Linked DNA regions of Sus scrofa: regions 1 and 2 are each linked to region 3. The links are chromatin contacts, called in public HiChIP or PLAC-seq maps. All regions are on one chromosome and are shown on one strand. Each heading gives the region's core, a stretch centred on a gene start, on an enhancer-like site or on the middle of the called end of the contact. The rest is flanking DNA. Distances are from core to core; before and after follow the strand shown. Region 1 has its middle 11 kb from the start of CCR4. Region 2 overlaps UBP1 (upstream-binding protein 1). Region 3 overlaps CRTAP (cartilage-associated protein).

Region 1 (3,845 bases), core at 846-3,345, 160 kb after region 3:
ACTATGTCTAGTCACTTATGATGGAGCATGATAATGGGAGAAAAAAGAATGTGTACATGTATGTGTAACTGGGTCACCATGCTGTACAGTAGAAAAAAAATGCATTGGGGAAATAACAAAAAAATTCTTTAAAAATTAAAAAATAAAAAATAAAATATGGCACAAATGAAAATATCCACAAAACAGAAACAGACTCATAGACATAGAGAACAAACCTATGGTTGCCAAGTGGGAGGTAAGAGGAAGAGGGATGAACTGGGAGTTTGGAGTTTGTAGATGCAAGCATCTAGAATGGATAGGCAATGAGGTCCTACGATAGCATAGGGAACTATATCCAATCTCCTGGGACAGACCATGATGGGAATAGTATTAAAAAGAATATATATATTGCATAACTGAGTCACCTTGTATACAGCAGAAACTGGCACATTATAAATCAACTCTGAATTAAAAAAAGAAACACAGGGGACATATATTCTCATAGAGCTTTCTATATCTGCCACTGCTTTACCCTCTCCTCATCCTTCTCTTCAACTTTGCCCACAATTTCTGTCTCATGTTGGCTGCTTTTATTAGAACTTTCATATATTTTGGAGTCTAAAAGGTATCTCTCTCCAAGTTTGATTGAAAGTGGAGTTTGCGGGGTTTTTAATTCTTTCTTTTTTTTAATTTTACAATTTTCCAGAGAAGACGAAAATGCAGACTTCTGCAGCTCTGTTCATACCAAAAGTCGTAATGAAGTCATTTTTGACCCAAAGACCACCCACTCATTTCTGGAACTAGGAGACAATTCAATCAATCTTTGAACTCTGTGACACAGTTTTATTAGAAACATAATGGGGATTTTGGAGAGAGGACTGGTGAACTTTGTATAGTGAAATAGAAACTTGAATTGCCAGTATTGAGCACTGAGTTAAGAGATAAGAAAATTCACTCATTCACTAAAAAATAATTCAACAACTGTTGTGTACTAGGCATTTTACCAAGCAATAAGGTGATTATTGCTGGTGGAGTTTGTCTAATTCATTATTAGAATATTGTTCCCCGGAACTAAGTTTCTTAGTGATAATAAAACCCACCTTATCTACTTTAAGAAGATGATGAAATGAATTTCAGTATACAAAAACAGTTGGTGGATTTCTGATATTCTGAAAGGAGAATTTGGAGCCATTTCAAGCTTTTAAGAACTAAAGCATTGGTTTTTTTAAATTTTTATTGAAATATAGTTGATTTATGACACTGGGCTAGTTTCACATGTATAAAAAGGGATTATATATATATCTTTTTTAGATTCTCTTTGATTATAGGTGATTACAGGATATTGAGTATAGTTCCCTGTGCTATGCTGGTTATCTATTTTATATAGTAGTCTGTATATTTTAATCCCAAACTCTTAATTTATCTCCCCCACACTTCTCCTTTGGTAACCATAAATTTGTTTTCTATGTCTATAAGTTTATTTCTGTTTCATAAATAAGTTCATTTGTATCATTTTTGTAGATTCCACATATAAGTAATATCATATATATCTTTATCTGGCTTACTTCACTTAGTATAATAATCTCTAGGTCCATCCATGTTGCTGCAAGTGGCATTTTTCATTCTTTTTTATGGCTAAGTAATATTCTTGTGTGTATGTGCATGTGCTTGTGTGCATGCACATATGTGTACATACATACCACATCTTTATCCATTCCTCTGTTGATGGACACAAGTTGTTTCCCATGTTTTGGCTGTTATAAACAGTGCTGATACGAACACTAGGAAGCATACATCTTTTCTAATTATAGTTTTCTCTGGATAGATGCCCAGGAGTGGGATCACTGGATCATATGGTAACTCTATTATTAGTTTTTTAAGGAAACTCTGTACTATTCTTCATAGAGGCTGCACCAATTTACATTCCCACCAACAGTGTAGAAGGGTTTCCTTTTCTCCATACCCTCTCCAGCATTTATTATTTGTTTACTTTTTGATGATGGCTATTCAGGAGTAAAATGTTGTGACTACAAAAATGGGTGGAGCTTATGTCTGTTACATTTGAGCCCAGGTCAATGACTGGGCTTGAGTCAGTGACTGGTAAGGAATATGGAAAAAATGCCTCAGAGCTTGAGGCAGGCAGATTATGCAAGCAAAGTTGAGACTGACTAATGGATGCATATATACTAAGAGTCAAAAGGAGGAATTCCCTGGTGCTTCAGTGGGTTCAGGATCTGGTGTTGTCACTGCTGTGGCTCAGGTCACTGCTGTGGTGTGGGTTAGATCCCTGGCCCAGGAATTTCCACATGGCACAGTCATGGCCAAAAAAAAAAAAAAAAAAGAGAGAGAGAGAGATAGTCAAAAGCAGTCCATGGCCATAGGGCAGTAAATGCACAGCTGTGATGCAGACACTGTGATTCCTCATTTTCCCATACCTGTGAAATTTCCCATACCTTTATTTATTTATTTATTTTTGTCTTTTTGCCATTTCTTGGGCCGCTCCTGCGGCATACGGAGGTTCCCAGTCTAGGTGTTGAATCGGAGCTGTAGCGCCAGCCTGCACCAGAGCCACAGCAACGTGGGATTCGAGCCGCGCCTGAGACCTACACCACAGCTCACAGCAACGCCGGATCCTTAACCCACTGAGCAAGGCCAGGGATCGAACCCGCAACCTCATGGTTCCTAGTCGGATTCGTTAACCACTGTGCCACGACGGGAACTCCCCGAACCTTTTCCATTTATATTAGGTGTTCATTTGCCCCGCTGTGATCCAGAAGCCCCTGTTTGAGACTTAAGTTCCTGGAACCAGATTCTAAGACTCTGAGATTAGCATACAGGAGATTTAATGAGGAGTCCTCTTGGGAACAGTTCTAAGGGCATGAAGGAAGCAGAACTAGGCAGTAGAAAAAGTTGAACCACAAGGTTGTTGCAGCAGAGGGCCCTGCTAATCTTTCGAGGAGCTCTGTAGTTGGAATGGCCCATCGGCTTTGTCCCAAATTAAGGTAAGGGGGCAAGTGTTTCTTTCCCCCCTCTTTATCCAGGTATTGGATGTGGGCTGTCCTCAGGGAGGGTTGTCTAGAAAGGAGACCAGCTGAGAGGTGGCAAACGTCAGTGCCCCTGGTAGCTGGAGGAGTGAGTGCCATAGATCTGTACCAGGTGTGTGGATGGCACTTCACAACACCCACTATGTCTCCTGCAGCCCCAGGGAGGGTGGCAACTGGCTCAGGAGCTCAAAACAGCTGTCTCCTGAGTCTATAACTTTTTTTTCATCTCTTCTTTTCCTACTTTGCTCCCCTCCACATGTTCACTTTATCTACAAAAACCTACTCCCACTCCCCACAGTGTGCTCTTGACACTACCTGCCTTTTCATGTGTGATTTCATCAACTTAGAATGTCCTTCCCTCTTTCATTCATCAAAATCATACTCCTCTAAAAAGGAACCCTCCTATACTGTTGGTGGGAATGTAAACTGGTGCAGTCAATACGGAGAAGAGTACGGAGGCTCCTTAAAATATTAAAAATAAAGTTACCATATGATCCAGCAATCCCACCCCTGGGCATCTCTCTGGAGCAAATTATAATTTGAAAAGATACAGTGTTGACAGCAACATTATGTACAACAGCCAAGACATGGAAGCAACCTAAATGCCCATCAACAGATGAATAGATAAGGAAGATGCAGTATATACATACAACTGGATATTACTCAGCTACTAAAAAAGAATGAAATAATGCCATTTGCAGCAACATGATTAGACCTAGAGATTATCATACTAAGTCAGAAAGACAAATACCATATGATATCATTTATATGTGGAATCTAAAATATTGCATATGTGGGAGTTCTCCTGTGGCATAGCAGGTT
Region 2 (3,621 bases), core at 300-2,799, 180 kb before region 3:
GCAATGCCAGCGATCGAACCCACCTCCTCATGGGTACTAGTCAAGTTTACTACCATTGAGCTACAGCTAGAACTTCCAAGAGAATATTTCTGATTGAAATGAAAATTAGCAAATAAGGAAGAGGAGTCTGTCCTTCTAGATGCCTGGAGAAAAACCCCAGTTCATTCAGCCAGCATTTTGAACGCCTTGTGTCAGACCCATGCTGTTAGTTCTAGAAAGGTGTTCCACTACTCTAGCGGAGAAAGCAAGCCAGAACTGCTCAGTAGATGCACCCAATTACCAGTATATAACTTAGATGCCCATGAAGGAGTGGGAAAGTGTGGGTACTCATGGATGCAGGGTTCAGGGAGGGTTACATGAAACTGTTAGGGCTTCTCTGAGGCCATGAAAGCTGAGATCTGGAGTGTGGTGGGGAGCCGACCATGCCCTTGAGGAGCTGCACCCTGGAAGAATGGGGCTGTGTGGAGGCTGGGAGGGCCTTGTGGTTGCCGTGCAGCGCGAAGGTGAGCAGAGCAGGAGGCAGGTCTGGTACTGATGCAAGTTTAGGGTTTTTTTTTTTTTTTTTTTTTTTTTTTGTCTTTTTTTTTTTTGGTTGTTGTTGTTGTTGCTATTTCTTGGGCCGCTCCCGCGGCATATGGAGGTTCCCAGGCTAGGGGTCGAATCGGAGCTGTAGCCACCGGCCTACGCCAGAGCCACAGCAACGCGGGATCCGAGCCGCGTCTGCAATCTACACCACAGCTCACGGCAACGCCGGATCGTTAACCCACTGAGCAAGGGCAGGGACCGAACCCGCAACCTCATGGTTCCTAGTCGGATTCGTTAACCACTGCGCCACGACGGGAACTCCAAGTTTAGGTTTTATTTGAAATGCATTGGAAAGTCAGTGAGGTTTTTTAAACAAATAAGTAATGTAAATAGGTTTTTCTTTTCTCTCTCAACTCTTTGGAGACAGATGAGAAGGTGGGCAAACTGGAGGCAGGAGAATCCAGATGAGAGGTTATGGTGTCTCATACACTTATAGACAGGGCCCTACTGGGCTCTACCTTTGAGAGAGGAGTGGTTGTGACTCTTATGAACAACTGAGCAGGTAGTGGTCCCAATAGAGTGGTAGGTGCCATTGAGGGAAGCAGTCCAGAGTTTCATTTTAGGATGTGAAAATGTCAAGTTAATTATAACCTCTGGGGCTGGCAAGACAGGTCTGGTCTTGAGCCGTAAATTTGGAAGCCTTTAGCGTATCCACAGTGACTCAAAACAGTTATGGAGGGAGAGGGTGTGGAGAGTGGGCCCAGACAGGGCTTGAGAGAATTCCTGGAGGTGGAAAAGGAGGAGTTTTTAAATGTAAAGTTAATACAAGAGGAGACCTTTAAAGGTCTGATGAGCTAACCAAAGTCCATTCTGAGCACGAAAGCTGCACCTCAAAGAAAAAAGTGCTGTGTCACCCCTTTCCTGAGAAGTCACTCTTGAAGCTGGGAGCCCACCTAGAAGGGAAGTGCTGAAATCAGGAAGGATTTCACTCTGTGCTGACACGTCATGTCAGCCATCGTGTCAGCTGCAGGGCTGAGTTTTTAACTGTGGCCTGGTTCATGTGATCTTTTACTTGCACAAACATATCTGGCTTAGTACCGTTCTGCTCAACTTCCTGTTCACGAAGCAATAGTTTTTACTCTGCAAAACTCAAAACTGCCTGTAAAAAAGAAAATTCATACTGTGTGCAGCTGTGTCCTGTGAAGTCAGCAGGCATTTATTTCTGCTGTCAGTCATCAAAGGGTGACCCCTCCCATCTCAGTGTACTGGGCTTCGAATACCTTGTCTTATGAAAAAACTCACTTGTTCCTTGTCGAATGCCTGTATTGCTTTTCACCATCTCTGTAGAAACACTAGGCCATCAGACAAAATATATTTTTTAAATGTTGTAGATCTAATTTTTAGGAGTTTAAAAATTATTTCCCGAAAAGGTGGGTATAAGCACTATTTGCGGGTCCTCTGCCTCCTAGAACAGCAGGCAGGCAGGGCACCTATGGGAGTGAGGGCCAGACGTTGAAAAGCACCATGTCTGAAAAGGGGAGGGAGAGTGTATATGAAGTTACCTTGGGGAAGAGGAGCTGGAGCAAGTTACCAGCTTTTTCACTCGAGCATATTCAAGGTACCCTCTGAACTGGGATGGGAGGTTGTAGAGTTGTAGGAGTTCAGTTTTGAGTCTCCAGCCTGGTTAAAAACAAAAAAGCCTGTAACTTCTCCTTTTTCTGCAGCTGAAAACGGGGGTGGTGTCCACATAATTTTGAAGTGACGTCTTAACGTAGTCTGAACTTCATTCAGCACCAAATAAAGCCACGCTTAAAAGTGTGTGAAGACTGAATCCAAGAAGCCTTGGGATTGGATTTTACCATATGAGATGTTTCATATTGAAAACACAGGATGACCTTTCTAATGAGCTGTGAGAGGCGCATCTCACCGTCACCATCACGGCCCCTCAGGAGAGCGAGTGCCTGGGGCCGAGGGACAGGCAGGACCACCTGCTTCTCTGGCGGAGAGGCCAGTCGACACAGTTCCTAGAAGCAGCCATTGCTGTCTTTTTACACTGTATGCGGTTTGGAAGTGAATGTAAAGACATACTGTGGGCATTTACCTCTCTGTGCCAGCTTGGCTTCTGTCGCCTGGACCTCATGCTGACCTGGGGCAGGGTGGGGACGGAATCTGTGTGCGGAGAGACACGAGGCCACCACTGACACGGGTGATGGGTGGTCATGGGAGAGGCTTGGCGCCTTCTCAGAAGAAATCATGTCTGAGGGTGAATGTGTGACGTGATCACGCCAGAGCGGGGAAGATCCAAGCCGGGAAGATGGGCTTGACGCAAACTGCATTATCAAGAGTACCTTGGTGAGAGGATCAGCGTAAATCCTAATAGGTACAAAGACTTTGTGTTTTTGCTTTGTCACAGATTTATCGAGAAACTTTTTGCTTCTGCTTCTGTTCTTAGCATTTTGTTTCTGGTTTTCATTTTTGAAGCCCCAATGCCTTTTAAACTCGTGGTTTTTTTTCCTCTCTCCCTCTCGGTCTCCAATTGCCCACCCCACTCTGCACTATCCAGTCCTAAAACATTTTTAAAGCCCTGTTCCTGACATTGGAAATACATTTAGGCAGGGGAAGCAGTTTCTGACTTGGTGTTAACGGGTTTCATTATGAAGAATTGAAATTATTCATGGAACACTAGACATCACAAATCAAACACTATATTGTACCATCAAAATTCCTCTCACTTCTTCTCAAATATTGAGCTTTAGTACAATCATGGGTAACATTCTAGTGATTATTTAGGGACTTTTTTATACACCACACAATAGCTTTTTTCTATAAAGAGTGCCTCTTTCACAAAACCAAATGCTTGTCGGCCAGTACACTTTTCAAAGGGAATCCACTGTTTTTGCAATTTTTTCTACTACTTCTCTTCCCTTCACCCAAAGCCTTCCCAAAAATCATCAAGCAAGCATTTGAGGCCTGTGGTGTACTAGACAGTTTTCTTCTCAAACTTTGATTCCATTTTAATTATACACCTCTGTCCATTTACCCTGTGTCTTGGATTTGAATGTATTATTTGATTCTTACCTTTGTTCAGGCAGAAAT
Region 3 (3,732 bases), core at 847-3,346:
GTACAAGCTAAGGGAAGGTTTGAAAAGATTTTCTGAAAGTGTGATATATAATCCAGGGATTTCCCTGACAACGCAGGCAAACCCGAGTTTGTCCAACAAGAAAATGAATGATCCATCTGTAAACGAGCCTGCCATGGAGCTGTTTTTTTTGTTTGTTTGTTTTTTAAAGATAAATGAAAAAGGTATACAAATAATAAATGTTGAAGAAAGGATGGAGAAGAGGGAACCCTCCTACAATGTTGGTGGGAATGTAAGTTGTAGTAGCCACTATGGAGAATTGTATAGCGGTTCCTCAGAAAACTAAAAACAAATACTACATGGTCCAACAATCCTATTCCTGGGCATACATCCAGAGAAAACCATAATTCAAAAAGATATGTGTATCCTAATGCTCACTTCAGCACTATTTACAATATTCAAGACATGGAAGCAACCTAAATGTCAGTCAACAGAGGACTGGATAAAGATATGGTACATATAAACAATATATTACTCAGTCATAAAAAATGAAATAATAACATTTGCAGCAACATGGATGGACCTAGAGATTATCATAATAAATTAAAGACAATATCACATGATATCACTTATATGTAGAATATAAAAAAATGATACAAATGAACTTATTCACAAAACAGAAACACTCAGAGACAGAAAACAAACTTATGGTTACCAAAGAGAAGGGAGGAGGAGGAATAAGTTAGGAGTTTGCGATTAACATAGACACACTACTATATATAAAACAAATAATCAACAAGGACCTACTGTAGAGCACAGGGAACTCTACTCAGTATTCTGTAGTGACCTATCTGAGAAAATAATCTGAAAAAGAATGGATATATGTACATGTATAACTGAACCATGTTGCTGTACCCCTAAAATTAACATGACATTGTAAATCAACTATACTCTAAAATAAAATGAAATTTTTTTTTTGAAAAGACAAAGTAGGTATACAGGTGTGACATGAAAAATGTTCATGATGAAACTGTTAGAAAGACAAAGGAAGTTGCAAAACAGTGTGTAAAGTAAGATCTAGTTTTTTTTTTTTTTAGGGCCACACCTGTGGCATATGGAGGTTCCCAGGCTAGGGGTCCAGTTGCAGCTGTAGCTGCCAGCCTACACCACAGCCACAGCAACGGGATCCGAGCCGCGTCTGTGACCTACACCACAGCTCACGAGCAACACCAGATCCTTAACCCACTGAGCTAGGCCAGGGACTGAACCTGCAACCTCATGGTTACCAGGCGGATTTGTTTCCATTGTGCCACAACAGGGAACTCCAAGATCTTGTTTTTGTAAAAACAAATACATGCTGCATTTATGTTAAAAGTACAGCTGTACAGCAGGATGAGGAGAAAATAGGGGATTAAGTAAAACAGGGGATTACTCACTCCTAAGTCAAATATTTCTATAATGTTCGAAATCTGTAGAGTTTTGACTGATTCAGAAATGAGAATGTGAGAATAAAACAGTAAAATGTTAAAAGACAAAATTGCTATAGAAAAAGCTGTTTTCCTTCTTTCTGAAATAACCCTTCCCTTAAGGTGCAAAGCTATCTCCTAAAGCAGGGTGAAGAGGAGGGCAGGAAACGCAATGCCCGGTCTGCTGGCACGTACTGGTCTGGGCTGGAAATGCTCATCCGAAAGCCCCCACTTGTCCCTGTGGTACTGGTAATACACCAGGTTCTGCTGCATGACCTTGTCGTTGTGATCGAAGAGCAGGTAGCTGACGGCACAGGGGGCCGCGTTCTTCAGGTCATTCACTGGGCAGGAGAAGAGGAACAGGAAGTCAGCCAACCTCTCAAAGCTACAGCTTGAAGCACAGCTTCCTAAAGAAAACAATCACGAACAAGCCCTTCCTCCGAAGCCCCTCCTTCCGAAAACCTGCAACCACACGAATCTTCCCTGGGTGGGCAGATCGCAGATGGGTCTCCATGGCAACCTGGAGGCCGGTTTTAAAAAAGAGAAGTTCCTTTAGGCAGAAGCCTTGGCAGGAATGCCTAAAGTATTGCCCACGGGCCTTGGTGACCCAGGCTGGTGTCACATCCCTGGAGCCTGAGCAGGCTGGGTCCCAAGGCTGGACTGTCATAGGGCGAAGGAAGGAAGTGGCAGAAAATGAGTCCCTGCTTGCATGTGCAGGGCCTGGTCTCCTCTGCATGGGACATGATCTTTACATCCAGGGGGGCCCTCCTACAGCTAAACCAAGCCGAATGAACCCAAAGGATGGTGTACCTTCTGGGCCGGGAGAGATGTGAAGTCACCTGGTCTCCGCATCTCCTGGTGGTGGGCTTCTCACCTCCAGCCTCCCTCCCTGGAGTCGCCCCACTTTTAGAAGAGGGGTTTCACAGGGGTGGGATATGTCTGGGATTTGTTTAAGGGGTGAAGGTGTTTATTCGGGCACATTCCACTTGAATTTACAACCCAGAAACACTACTTTTACTAAAATTGGTTGCCTGAGTAACCAGAGTTGGGCATGAATAAATCCTGCCTTCTAGTGGCCATTTCCTGTAATAACAACTTTAAAGCCAGTCCTTAGAGGCAAGAAATACTCACAAAGGGACAGGGGGCATAAGTAACATCTGCCCTCAAGCAATATCCTGGGGGAGGTAACCTAGAAAGCATTCAAGCCTGGGCAGTCTCTCAAGAAGCCAATTTCAAGAAGTAAATTTTACTCACGCTGTTCACCCATAATCCAGAAAGCAAAGATTTCCTGGAGAGCAGCAAGAAAAGCTACTTTTGGTTTTCCAGTGTTTATGTTTTTGCTACAGTTTCAGATATGCAGGGTGGTTTACGGAGCAGGTAGGGATTTGAGAGGACTGACTGGTGAGCCGCCAAAGGCTGGAAGCATCTGGAACACTTCTAAACTCTAGTGTTCTGGCTTGTGCCCACTGAACCAAGCCTGCTCAGAGGCTGGAAGACCCATGTTTCCAAGTCCATCACTGGGCTAGCTCCCTGAGATGTCAGCATGGACTCTCAAGAAAATGAAACAAAAACACAAGCTATATTTTCATCACACAGAAGGTCTAGAAACTGTGAACCCAAGATAGGCAAAGTGTTGATACAAATTGAAGCTGGGAAGTTCCCGTTGTGGTGCTGCGGAAACGAATCTGACTGGTATCCACGAGGATGCGGGTTCAACCCCTGACCTCACTCAGTGGGTTAAGGACCCTGTGTTGCTGTGGCTGTGGTGTAGGCTGGCAGCCACAGCTCCCATGTGACCTCTGGCTGAGTGATGGGCACACTACAGTTCTTTATACCATCTTCTCTAATGTATGTTTTTATTTTTATCTTTATTTCTGGTCACAGCAGCATGCAGAAGTTCTTGGGCCAGGGATCAAATTGAGCCACAGCAGTGACAATGCCAAATCCTTAACTGCTAGGCCATCAGGAACTCCTTCTAATGTTTTTAAATGTTCACAAGTTAAAAAAAACAGGTATGTAACTTTTATAATTCTTATTAAAATAGGGCTTTTCCAAGTGAGGATGACCATAAACTAACAGCACCAGGGTGGAGGTAGGGGAGAGGGAATGGGAACAGGTGGTTTGCTTTCTGTGTTTCTCTGAGACATTTGGTTCACTTAAATATGCCTTTTTGAAAGAAAACACTTATATTAAAAAAGAGGGCTCTTCAGAGTTTCCTTGTGGTGCAGTGAGTTACGGATCTAGCATTGTCCCTGCAGCGGCTCAGGTTGCTGCTGTGGTATAGGTCCCATGCCTGCTCTGGGAACTT

Evidence for each region. HiChIP or PLAC-seq counts read pairs in DNA pulled down with a chosen protein or histone mark.
Region 1: an H3K27ac HiChIP or PLAC-seq map of alveolar macrophages shows a contact between it and region 3. The contact joins two enhancer-like sites. A contact is called at or near these places in 1 of 5 promoter capture datasets (fetal liver), 1 of 47 Hi-C or Micro-C datasets (embryonic fibroblasts) and 1 of 2 datasets of contacts at active chromatin or transcription factors (alveolar macrophages).
Region 2: an H3K27ac HiChIP or PLAC-seq map of alveolar macrophages shows a contact between it and region 3. The contact joins two enhancer-like sites. A contact is called at or near these places in 2 of 47 Hi-C or Micro-C datasets (heart right ventricle and skeletal muscle) and 2 of 2 datasets of contacts at active chromatin or transcription factors (alveolar macrophages and skeletal muscle).

What each region holds. Positions count from the first base shown.
Region 1 is chr13:18,869,356-18,873,200 of Sscrofa11.1, reverse strand. No RefSeq gene overlaps it. Among named protein-coding and RNA genes, the nearest start is that of CCR4, 11 kb to the right of the region's middle. Within about 2 kb of position 2,095, at least 1 of the 83 cell types and tissues checked has an H3K27ac peak or open chromatin away from gene starts, as enhancers often do. A contact at or near this core is called in alveolar macrophages, where this site is marked.
Region 2 is chr13:19,205,504-19,209,124 of Sscrofa11.1, reverse strand. It overlaps UBP1 (upstream-binding protein 1), which reads left to right. Exons shown (of 15, transcript XM_021071558.1): 15 at 2,250-3,621. The coding sequence ends at 2,287. It also overlaps a transcript of FBXL2 not described here. Among named protein-coding and RNA genes, the nearest start is that of UBP1, 69 kb to the left of the region's middle. Within about 2 kb of position 1,549, at least 16 of the 83 cell types and tissues checked have an H3K27ac peak or open chromatin away from gene starts, as enhancers often do. A contact at or near this core is called in alveolar macrophages, where this site is marked.
Region 3 is chr13:19,028,340-19,032,071 of Sscrofa11.1, reverse strand. CRTAP (cartilage-associated protein) reads right to left here. Exons shown (of 7, transcript XM_021071557.1): 5 at 1,620-1,765. Among named protein-coding and RNA genes, the nearest start is that of CRTAP, 36 kb to the right of the region's middle. Within about 2 kb of position 2,096, at least 8 of the 83 cell types and tissues checked have an H3K27ac peak or open chromatin away from gene starts, as enhancers often do. A contact at or near this core is called in alveolar macrophages, where this site is marked.